2 separate regions of the Pan troglodytes genome follow, and region 1 is linked to region 2. Evidence: chromatin contacts called from public HiChIP or PLAC-seq data. All regions are on one chromosome and are shown on one strand. Each heading gives the region's core, a stretch centred on a gene start, on an enhancer-like site or on the middle of the called end of the contact. The rest is flanking DNA. Distances are from core to core; before and after follow the strand shown. Region 1 holds the start of HAUS3 (HAUS augmin like complex subunit 3). Region 2 holds the start of NICOL1 (NELL2 interacting cell ontogeny regulator 1).

Evidence for each region. HiChIP or PLAC-seq counts read pairs in DNA pulled down with a chosen protein or histone mark.
Region 1: a contact with region 2 is called in an H3K4me3 HiChIP or PLAC-seq map of stem cell-derived excitatory neurons, with 6 times the contacts expected there. The contact joins the promoter of HAUS3 here to the promoter of NICOL1 in region 2. A contact is called at or near these places in 1 of 7 Hi-C or Micro-C datasets (stem cell-derived neural progenitor cells) and 1 of 1 datasets of contacts at active chromatin or transcription factors (stem cell-derived excitatory neurons).

Annotation. Positions count from the first base shown.
Region 1 is chr3:2,625,913-2,631,501 of NHGRI_mPanTro3-v2.0_pri, forward strand. HAUS3 (HAUS augmin like complex subunit 3) reads right to left here and starts at 2,705. Exons shown (of 5, transcript XM_009447241.5): 1 at 2,622-2,705; 2 at 610-1,664. The coding sequence starts at 1,518. POLN (DNA polymerase nu) reads right to left here and starts at 2,698. Exons shown (of 26, transcript XM_063808588.1): 1 at 2,622-2,698; 2 at 2,091-2,361.
Region 2 is chr3:2,426,092-2,431,119 of NHGRI_mPanTro3-v2.0_pri, forward strand. It overlaps NICOL1 (NELL2 interacting cell ontogeny regulator 1), which reads left to right and starts at 1,519. Exons shown (of 4, transcript XM_016951147.3): 1 at 1,519-1,632; 2 at 1,891-2,045; 3 at 2,298-2,386; 4 at 3,424-3,527. The coding sequence starts at 1,526. The coding sequence ends at 3,489.

The DNA of each region.
Region 1 (5,589 bases), core at 1,455-3,954, 200 kb after region 2:
TTATTGGATTTCCTATATCATTCAAATTTTTTGTCAGCTATAGAAACTAACTTGGTGCTGATATTCTGATTCAGAAAAGTTACATTTTTACTCAAGTATCTAGCAGTTATATTACCAAGAAAACAAGCTCTCCAAGAGTGCAGACAGACATCTGCAATACATCTATCCATATATTCTCAAAAAGAAATCAGTTTCAGTCTACTGAACCTGGACCTCTGACTTCATTAGCACTATGCTCTGGTTGGAGCAAACGAGGCAGAATACCCATAATAAAGCAATTAGTTTCTAGCCACATCTTAAAAAGAAAATCTCAGTCCAGTCTGTATCTGCATTACACAAATTTAAAATTCAGAATGCAAATTAAAGCACTTTTGTTTAAAATAAACTAGATAATGTGGTAGAGATTATAATTACTATTGCTGCCCTCCATTAACGTATGGATCTATTTGTATGAAACATTGACACAGATCACAAATAAGCACTGAACAAAGAAAATAAAATGTAATCTCTTCTTAGATGCACCATTCTAAAGTACTTTAACAGCAATATTATATTCTCTATTCCTAACAATAATTACAATGTGAATCCAATCTCATTTCTTATGCTTACCTTGCTGGTTAGGCTGTGAAGACTCTCCTCTGCCCATTTTATACTTGACTTCATGCTCGAATTACTTGCTTTTAAGTGAATTAACTGATGTTGAGCACAAATGTATGCGAGCTGCAGTCTAGCCATCTCTAGTCGTCTCTCTTCAAGGATTTCTTGATTATCACAAATAGATGGTGTCTGTATATCTAAAAGTTGAAAATTGTCTTCATTTGAACTTTCAACTACTTCATGTATACCCTGAAAGAACTGTTTTTTGGTATACAAAGTTAATGCTGCTGTGCTTTGCTCTTCCTGACTTAGGTATTTTTCCAAGGAAAATTGCGATAAAAATACCAGTGGATTTGTCCCTTGACCTAAATTAGAATGTCTGAAGAACATCATCAATTGTGTAACTTCATCAGTAAGAGCCTGAAGTTCATTACTGATCTTAGTGATCACTGCATTTAGAATTCCTTGACTCTGCTTCAGCTTTTTAGTGGCTTCTTCTTCTTTAGCATTTAACCTCAGAGATTTGTGGCTAGTTACTGAAGCCATCAATTGACATTTATTACGTCGCTGAATTTTTAGGTTCTTTAATTTCAGTAGAGTTTGAACCTCATCCCCTAATTTCTCCAGCTCTTTATCATCCAGTCTAGGTGTCTTCAAATCAGAAGTTTTACACGTTTTAAGAGCTTCATCCAATGCCGCCCCTTCTAGAATAGGCTTGCCTGATTTCTGAAGAATGCTAAAAGCTTCCAATTCTCTTTCAGACAACACGTTCTGTTCATTCACATTCCCACAAAACCACTTCAGAAACGATTCATCTTCAACGCCCTCAAACAACCAGTCAAAGTCTTCTCCATTAAGATTATCAGCTTTGGGATAACCAATTTTTTTTAATGTTTCCACAAACTCATTTCCACAACTCATGGTTTAACTACCCCAATTTTGTTGTACGTGATATGGGTTTACGGTGTTGATTTTTAGAAAATAAATCCAAGCAGAAAAAAAGCTACGTTTTATACCAAGTCCACAGAGAAGGGAAAATATATTTTTAGAATATATAATGATTCCTCCTAGGGGGGAAGAAAACAAGTATTAGACCACAAATATGACGACAGTGTTTTTAAAAAGAAGACACAGACAAATATCACGTGATATCCGAGAGCGGGATGACTGACAGGCAGCCGTAGCTGCAATGTTTGATGATGATAAAGAGAAACAGAAACAATTAGGCTAGTTCTCAGAAAACCGCAACAGTAACGAAAATTAATTAACAAGAAAGTGGATCTATTTGGATCCATTTTATCTTTTTTTCCAAAGATAAAATGGTTTAAAATGCATTACACTTTATAGAGCAACATTTGTTTTTAATTCAAAATAAATGGATCCAAACAAACCCAAGCCACCAGGAGGCTAGGCAGCCTCTCTTCCCTGCCCTCCGTACGTAAGGAAACGCAAATAAGCATGGCACATCTTCTGAAGATCAACTAAATATTTACCTCAACGACTCGTCGGGCAAGGCTCCACCTCCAGAGTCCGCCACCGCGACGCGGAGAACAGCAGGAGCAGCAGGGAAGCGCGCGGCCACAATTAAGGGTGCTTCGGGCCGGCCTTCAGCCAGCGCTGAGGCAGCCCCGACGCCAGGGCCGCGCGAACCCCAGAGGCAGCGGCAGGCCCCAGGGATCCGCGGCCCCAAGGCCGCGATACACCTGACGCGCCAGCGGCAAAACCTTCCTTCGGTGGGTCACCCCGCTGTGACACCTAAGCACGCTGACAAAACAAACGCACAAGCCCACCGAATCGCCGTCGACACCGAGCTGCAGAAGACGGGGGTGACAGGCCCCGCACAGACCCCGCCCCAGCTCCTCGCCCAGCGGACCGGGCCGTGATCCCCGGGCAGCTGCTGGAGCACCTGGAAGGAGCCCCCAGGAGCGCAGGAAAAAAAAGAGGCACCTGGGTGCAGACGGGGATCGCGGCCACTCCTCCAGCCCCACACCCCTGCGCCCAGAACCGAGGCCCGCGTCAGTCACCTCAGGAAGCTCCGCTCGCTTCTCACAGGAGCCCGCCGCCACCGCCACCGCCCTCCGTGCCCCGCGCGCCTCGCACTGCCTCACGGGAGCGCCTGGACGCGCGCAAGCGCACAAGGCGACGGCGTGGTCGGGGGGGGGGGGGGAAATGACTGTTTGCGCAGGCGTAGTGTCAAAAGAGGCGGAGTCGGCGAGGCTGGACTATGGGGTGGAGCTGAGCAGGCGGCGCTCCGCCCCCGGCCGCTGCGGGCATCCTGCCTCCTGGGCGGGGCGCAGGGCAGAGAGAGGCGGGGTCTGGGCCGGGAAGGGCGGGGACAGGGCCTGGACAGGGGCGGGGCCTGGGCAGGGGGCGGAGCCTGGGCAAGGAATGGGGGGCAGAGGGGTGCAGAGGGGTGCGGTGGGGCGCCCTCTGGGGAGCTGAAGCTGCGGGCCTGCTCTCAACGGAGCCGTCAGTTGTGCTTCAGGCCTGCCCTGCCCCGTACTTCAATCTAGACCCTCTGAAGGCACTTTTGAAGGGTACAAAGAGCAGCGCAGGTTGGTGGTTGGGAGACAGGCTGGAGCCCGGCGGTGATAGCGCTCGCCCCCGAGAGAGACGAGTTCCCACATTCACAGCAGCCCGACCAATGCCTGGTACATTTTAAGGGTTAGGGATTGTTCGCTTAGAATCTTTTACAATGAACTTTATTTTGCAAAAACACTTAATTTCTAATCCCTCACCTGAACACTATGTAAAAGCTGACTTCCGGCCGGGCGCGGTGGCTCATGCCTGTAATCCCAGCACTTTGGGAGGCCGAGGGGGGTGGATCATGAGGTCAGGAGTTCGAGACCAGCCTGGCCAAGATGGTGAAACCCCATCTCTACTAAAAAATACAAAAATTAGCCGGGCGCGGTGGCGGGCGCCTGTAATCCCAGCGACTCGGGAGGCTGAGGCAGGAGAATCGTTTGAACCCAGGAGGTGGAGGTTGCAGTGAGCCGAGATCACGCCACTGCACTCTAGCCTGGGCGACAGAGCCAAGACTCCGTCTCAAAAAAAAAAAAAAAAAAAAAAAAAAAAAAAAGCTGACTTCCTCCACAATTCCCTTTTCAAAATGTTAGAAATAAACGGAGTGGCCTGAGTTAAATACATCGATATATTTAACTCAAGGAGGATGGTACACCATTTCCAAAGAGGATGGCAGTCAGTGAAAGATGACTGAAACGGGATTGCTAAATTTCATGTGAATCTGGCTGATGCCCTACAGCCCAGTGAAACCAGACCTCTCTATTGGACAGAATTCGTTTGCATCTCTACCAAACAAAAATCCTTTGCCACTCCTCAGTCTTCCACAGGTTAGCAGGGGCTTTGGTCATGGGTAAATATAATAGTACTCCCTCCCTTCAGCGTCAAATGACCCTAAAGGTGGCTTGTTAGACAATGTCCTAGTCCAGGGTGACTAGGTAGAAGTCGTTTGGATAGTTTTTCTTAATATTTTTAAGGAGAGAAATAAGAATGTTCTAAGGCAAATATTGTAATCTGATCGAGTCAAAGATATTTCCTATTCATTCTTCACTTGTTTCACGTTTTTTTCCTCCTCTTTTAAAAGTCAATAAGGCCTAAAATGATCTGAAAAACAAACATGATGGGAAAAAATTCAAAGAGTGGTGCCCAATCTGCAGGCAGGGAAACCAGGGATGCTGGAAGGGGGAGGCCTGGTGGGAGGACCCTTGCAGCCCAGGGTTGGAGGTCGGGGGTGTGCATCAGGGGACAGAGTTGAGCCAGTTTGGACAGGAGGAAGTGGGAGCTGTGCAGGCAATGCCTTCCAGAAATGTTGCTGATGAGGCAAAGACTGGGTGGGAGGAGTGTGACAGAGAGAGAGAGATACAGAGAGACAGAGACAGAGAGACAGAGACAGAGAGACACAGAGACAGAGAGACAGAGACAGAGACAGAGAGACAGAGACAGAGAGACAGAGACAGAGAGACACAGAGACAGAGACAGAGACACACAGAGACAGAGACAGAGACACAGAGAGATAGAGACAGAGACAGAGAGACACAGAGAGACAGAGACACAGAGAGAGAGACAGAGGAGAAAGACAGAGAGAGAGCATGCAAAACAACACAAGCTGAGGGGGTGGGAATGCAGGGCTGAGGGGAGGATTTTTAATTTTGTTTTGTTTGAAAATGAGAGGAACTCGGGGATATTTATAGACTGCAAGGAGGAACTCTGAGGAGACAGCATTAAAGACGACAGAAAGACAAGGGGCTCCTTTATAGAAAGAGATCCCTGGAGGGCAGGAGGGGTGCACTCCAGAGCCCTGGAGGCCGTTCTAGAAACCCAATTTCCTAGTGACTCCTGGGTGGTTTCTTGGGCCACAAATTAATTCTCCATCTGATTTTGAATTGCTGACCATAGTTATTTGTTGGAAAGGTGTTTATGAGACCATAAAAGCCATAAAACCATTAAGTAAAAATTACAACAGTATCAGCCCCTGGAGTACAAATGACAAACACAATAGGTTTAACTATACAGATGTGGAAAGTTTTCTTCAGCTTGCCTTGGGAATTTAAGAAAGCAAGTATGTTACATGTATTTCCAGGGTAAGCTTTCTTTTCAGCAGTCAAAATTATTTGGAGTTTTAGTAAGGTCAAAAGATAAATGGAACCCAGGAATTAATCCTCCCTGAAAAAGCCCATGAGAATACAATGGACTAAACAGACCTAAAGACAGAGCTGTGAGGATCAAGTGTTTTTGCTGTTTGCTTTTTCTCCTTCCTGTGGAAGCGATTTTCTCCTATTAGTATTAAAAAATATTTTAGGTTTTGGACAGTATCTTTTCTGACTGTTTTTAAACTTTAGAAGTAACAGTCAGATGCTAAAGATTATTTCTTTTAGATGTAGTTTTCCATGAATTTTGTGGGACTCTATTCTGCAAGCAATGGAGAATGGGGGCTGTTTTCAAGCAGGAGAGTGAATTCTCAGATGTGTGTTA
Region 2 (5,028 bases), core at 269-2,768:
GGCGCAGCGTGGGACCGAAGGGGAGAAGGACGCCTGCGGCCCGGCGCGTCCCCGGAGGCACGTCCCCCCCAGGGCTCCGCGGCCCCGGCAACCGCGCGGGGCTACCCCTCTACGGCTCCCGCCCCACTGGGGGACCGCGACGGCCTGCTCCCGAGCTCTTGGCTCCGAGTGGAGAAGAGCGCGGAAGTGCGCACTAGCCCGACACTCGGGAGGGCCGCTGCCTCCCCAGGCGCCTGGGACACCGGCCCGCAGCCCCCACCCGGCCCCTCGGGCCCCGCCTGCGTTTCAGCGCGCTGAGGATGCAGCACACCCCCGAGGTGCGACCGGGTCCCCGAAGCCCGGCGTCGGCCCAACCCGGAGGAGGCAGCGGCAGTCACGGGCACGCTTCCCCAACCCACCCTCCCACCCACTCTTAGGGTCAGGACACCTGCGTCCGGCCGCGGCAGGGGCGGCTCTGACCACGCGAGAAGCAGGTGCGTCCGCAGTCCCAGCTTGTGCCGGGAAGACCACCGGCCAGAAGCCCGGGGGTTGGGGGTAGAGGTCGGCTAGGCTGGGGAGGGGGGCGCCCGAGGCTCCGGGTCCTGCACTGCGAGCGGGGCGGCCTCCAGGTAGGGGTGCGGCTCCGCCCACCAAGAAGAGGGTCTGGCGGGAGGTGTCGTTAGTCCCTGAGCTCCCGGCCACAGCGCGGGCTGCTGGGTGGGTGGTGGGGGGGCGGGGGCGCCAGCACCCACGTGCGCCTGCGGCGCCTTCTGAGGAGGCCACGGCCTGTGTCGGTGTCGGCGTGGAGGCCTGGCTCCGACGGCTGGGACCATCCCTCCCAGGGCGTCCGGGGCCCAGATTCGCACTTGCCGGGCGCCCCCGGGGGCCACTGGCTGCAAGGCGCTCTTTAAGGCCAACAGCCCTGAGTTCACGGGGCTGAAATCGGCACAGAGAGGCCGAGGACCTGTGGTCGGGGCTCCCCGCAAGCGGTTCTCCGGGCTCCGAGGACACCGAGAGGCGGAGAGGAGGACCCTGGGTTGGGGGTGGGTAGCCGGGAGGGACCGAGCAGGCTGGTGCCCACCCAGACGCCCGAGGATCGGGGAGAGGCTGGGCCAGGGAAAAGCCGGGCGAGGGCGGATCCCCCGAGCCGATCCCCCAGGCCAGCTCTCTCCGGGCGGTGCGACCCCACACTGGACCCCACTCTGGACCCCACTCGCCCGCGGTCGGAGGCCAAGCGTTTGCATGCGCAGCTCCCCGCGCCTCGCGAGCATCGAGCAGCTCCCTCAGGATCGCTCCTGACCTGCTGAGCTCCAGCCACAGATTTCCCACTTCCTCAGCTTTTCTCCCGCCGGCCGTGCGCTCTGGAGGTCTCGCCCCGGCGCCGCCTCCTCCACGCAGTCCTTTAGACTGCATCCGACATGGGCCTGGACGCTGCTCCCGGGGGCAGCCCCCGGCCAGGGCCAGGGACACCCGATTCCTGGAGCGTCCTAGGTGCCTCTAAACCCGCGGCCAGCGCAGTCTCGGGTTTCCATGACGACGACGTCGGATGGGGAACCCGGGCGGGGTCGGGTCGGAGCGCATGCGCGTTGCGCGCCGGACGCGGAACGTCTGCCGGTGTACCCGCGCTGCTGGTCCCGGGGTCCCTGAACCGCGGTAAGGGCGGGGGTGCGGGCGTCCGAATGGGCGTTTTCTAGGTACGGGGCGCGGACTAGAGGCTCGCTGGGCCCGGAGACGGGCGGACTGGAGTCGGGGAGCCGGAGGTGGGGCGGGGGCTCCCGGACCCGGGGTGGGTGGGTCCAGGGCTCCCAGGCCTGGGGCTTGGACAAGGGTAGTGGGGCCCGCGGGAGGGGACGGGGGCTCACCGGCCCGGGGCGGGCGGGGCGGGCGCCGCTGACCCCTCGCTGGCTTCAGGGCGGCCCCGCTCCCTCCGCTGGCCATGGCCCCCCCGCCCGCGTGCCGGTCTCCGATGTCACCTACGCCGCCGCTGCTGCTGCTACTGCTGAGTCTGGCGCTGCTGGGCGCCCGGGCCCGCGCCGAGCCCGCCGGGAGTGCCGTCCCCGCGCAGAGTAGGTGCCGGGGGCCGGGTTCCGGGGAGCGGGGCGGGGCTGGCGACAGGGGCGTGCGGGGCCGGGGCTCTGCGGGGAGGACCGCGCCTTGCCTTTGTTCCCGGGAGCGGGTCCTCCCCTTCGCGGGAGATGGTGGCTTGGGGAGTGGGGACGTGCGCTCTTTGGCACTGGGTGGACGGGCCTAGGGTGCGTGGGGGCCTTGCGGGTGACCCCCCCCTGCGCCCCCTCCACCCTGACCCGCGCCCCCCGCAGGCCGCCCATGCGTGGACTGCCACGCCTTCGAGTTCATGCAGCGCGCCCTGCAGGACCTGCGGAAGACAGCCTGCAGCCTGGACGCGCGGGTGAGCGCCCGCGGCGCGACGGTCCTCCCGGGCTTCCCAGGGGGTGGGGAGGGCAGGGAGGATGAGGAAGAGGCCCCCTGGGGGAGTGGAGTGTCCCTCATCCTTCACCCCTGATTTAAGACGCCGGACCTTGCCCCCTTCCTCTGGCTCCAGTCATCCAAGGGGCATTCTGGGCACTTGTCTCACCTATGAGACGCCCCTCTCTCCAGCATGCTCTATTTCTAGCCCCTCCCCTATAAGGCCCTCACTGGGCACTTTGTCCTATGACCGCCACTCCTGAGGGCTGTGACAGATCTGGACCCTGGGGAAGGACTGTCAGCCCAATCCAGGATCCCCTAGGTGGGCGGCAAGGCCCCGGGGCAGAGGAGAAACTGAGGCCAGAGGATGTGGCGAAAGTGTCAGGAATGGGGGGTCAGGCTGGGCAGGGTGGTCTGGATCCTGGGTGGATGCACAGGTTGGTTAAGGCCCCTCCAAGCCTGGATGAACAGGGAGCCCCCACGCCATGGGGTGCAGCCAAGGAGTTTTTGTTTGTGCCGGGGCTCAAGCTTCTTCCTGGAAAGGGAGAATTCTAGGAAGGAGAAAGCAGGGAAGACCCTGCCTGGTCCCACCCCCCACCAGCCCTAGTGTCCTTCTTGGGAACACTCCAAAGGGCTCGGACTAAGACCTAGAGTCCTCTCCCCACTCACAGAGCCTGGAGCTGAGCTCTTGGGAGGAGCAGCCCCCACCTATCCTTAGGCATGAGGGTGGGAGGGAGTGGGGGACAGTGGACCCCTGCGGGTGGTGTGGGAGCTGGAAGAAGGCAGGTGGGCACGCTGGCATGGCGTGGGCACCAGCAGACCCCAGGCAGGCCCCACCAGTGGGAGCCACTGCAGAGGGAAGAGATGAGTGGGAGGCTCTGGGTGTGGGGGTTAGAGCCAGGGCCTGACCTTGTCTATCTCAGGAGCCGGTGGAGATAGGGCTGCCTTGGGTGGGTGGAGGCCCAGGGGAATGCCAGTGGGCAGCTGGGCTGCACCCTCACGCCTCTTGTTGCTTTGCAGACGGAGACCCTACTGCTGCAGGCAGAGCGCCGTGCCCTGTGTGCCTGCTGGCCAGCGGGGCACTGAGGACCACGCTGCTCCAGGTCAATAAATGCCCAGTGGCATGCCTGTGTCCTGTCTCTCTGTTCTGGCCACCAGAGCCCCTGTGTTGTCCCCGGCAGTCCTGGGTTGGGCCCCTCTCTGGGCTTGGGTTTCCCCAGCTGTTCCAGTTGGGCGAGCCCTCTTGGCTGCTGTCCCATACCAGTGCCCGTGCAGAGAGGTGGACACACACGTCCGACCTCAGTGACCTGTGCTTCCTCGGACCTGCTCCCCTGCCTGCCTGCCCTTGTTTTGAGGCTGGGGAAGTGTAGAAATCGGCCTGACCCCCCTGAGCCCCCAGAGCAGCTGCCCCAGGGCTGAGCCCCTCCAGGCTCCTACACCACTGAACTGGTGGACCAGCTGCCTGAGACTGCGGGAGACAGAGGGTCCCGGGGAGAGAGGGCAGGGCCACCCCACACAGCATCAGCTCCCCTGCCAGCTCCCACCTGCAGCCCTGAGCCTGGCCCCTGGTCACCGGGGAGCTCTGGATGGGAACTTGATGAGGCCGTACTGCCATCCACACACCTGTGCACACAGCGTCCAAGTGACCTCCAGCTGAAGCGGGCACCTCCCTCTTTTCATTCATTCTGTAAATGCTTTTTCAGTAAAATTAGAGCCTTTTATCAAAGTAATGCAGGAACATGGTTAGGAACAAATCCAGGTGAACAGCAGGCTGGAGGTGACTGCCAGGTGCCCTAGGTGGGACTCTGCCTCTGGGGCTTTGGTTCCCTGGCCCTGGGGCCCCAAGCCCTGCCCTGCCTCGGGCAGGTGGAGCTGGACGTGCCTGGTATCCACAGTGAACAGAGTCCTCCCTTGGAGCTGGCACACGTGGAGAGACTGAGTCAGGTGTCCAGCTGGGAGGAGGTCTGTGCCCTCTAATGCAGGCCAGGGAGAGCAGGGGCCTGAGGTCACTGCAGGCCCAGGCAGGGTGGGGTGTGGGGCAGGAACCAGTGCCGGCCACCAGCACCTGCTCAGAGGCTGGGAGGCTGGGCCATGTCTTTGGGGGCACGGCCTGGGTGGTGCTCATGTCCCATTGGTCAGCCTTCCTCACGCCACCTTTCTAGCTGCAAGGGAGGCCAGGAACGTAGCCGTATTTCTAGGCTTATATTGACAGATTTAGCCAATCAAGTCCAGGAACAGCCAGATTCCTGTTTATCCCTGCAGTGTTAGGGATTCCTCACACTAAATATTGTTTATCCAAAATTCAAATATAACTCAGTGTCCTGTGTTATGGGCAGCTGTGTGCCCTGGCACAGGGTGAGGTCTCCATTACTATAAAAGACGGGGTCTGGAGCACACTTGTCACACAGCCCTGGGGAGGTGCCCTCTGGGATACAGTGGGGGCAGGAGCCAGGCTTGGCTGTGGGACACTGGGTGGAGAGGCCTCCCCCTAGGCCTTGCGGGGCTGGGGCAAGGACAAGGTTTGGTGACGGGAGCTTCCGGCTGCCGGTAGGGAAGGGACTTGCGGGGCTTGTGAGGAGGTGACGGCAGACTGAGAAGGACAGCAGCCCCACGGCAGCAGAGGGT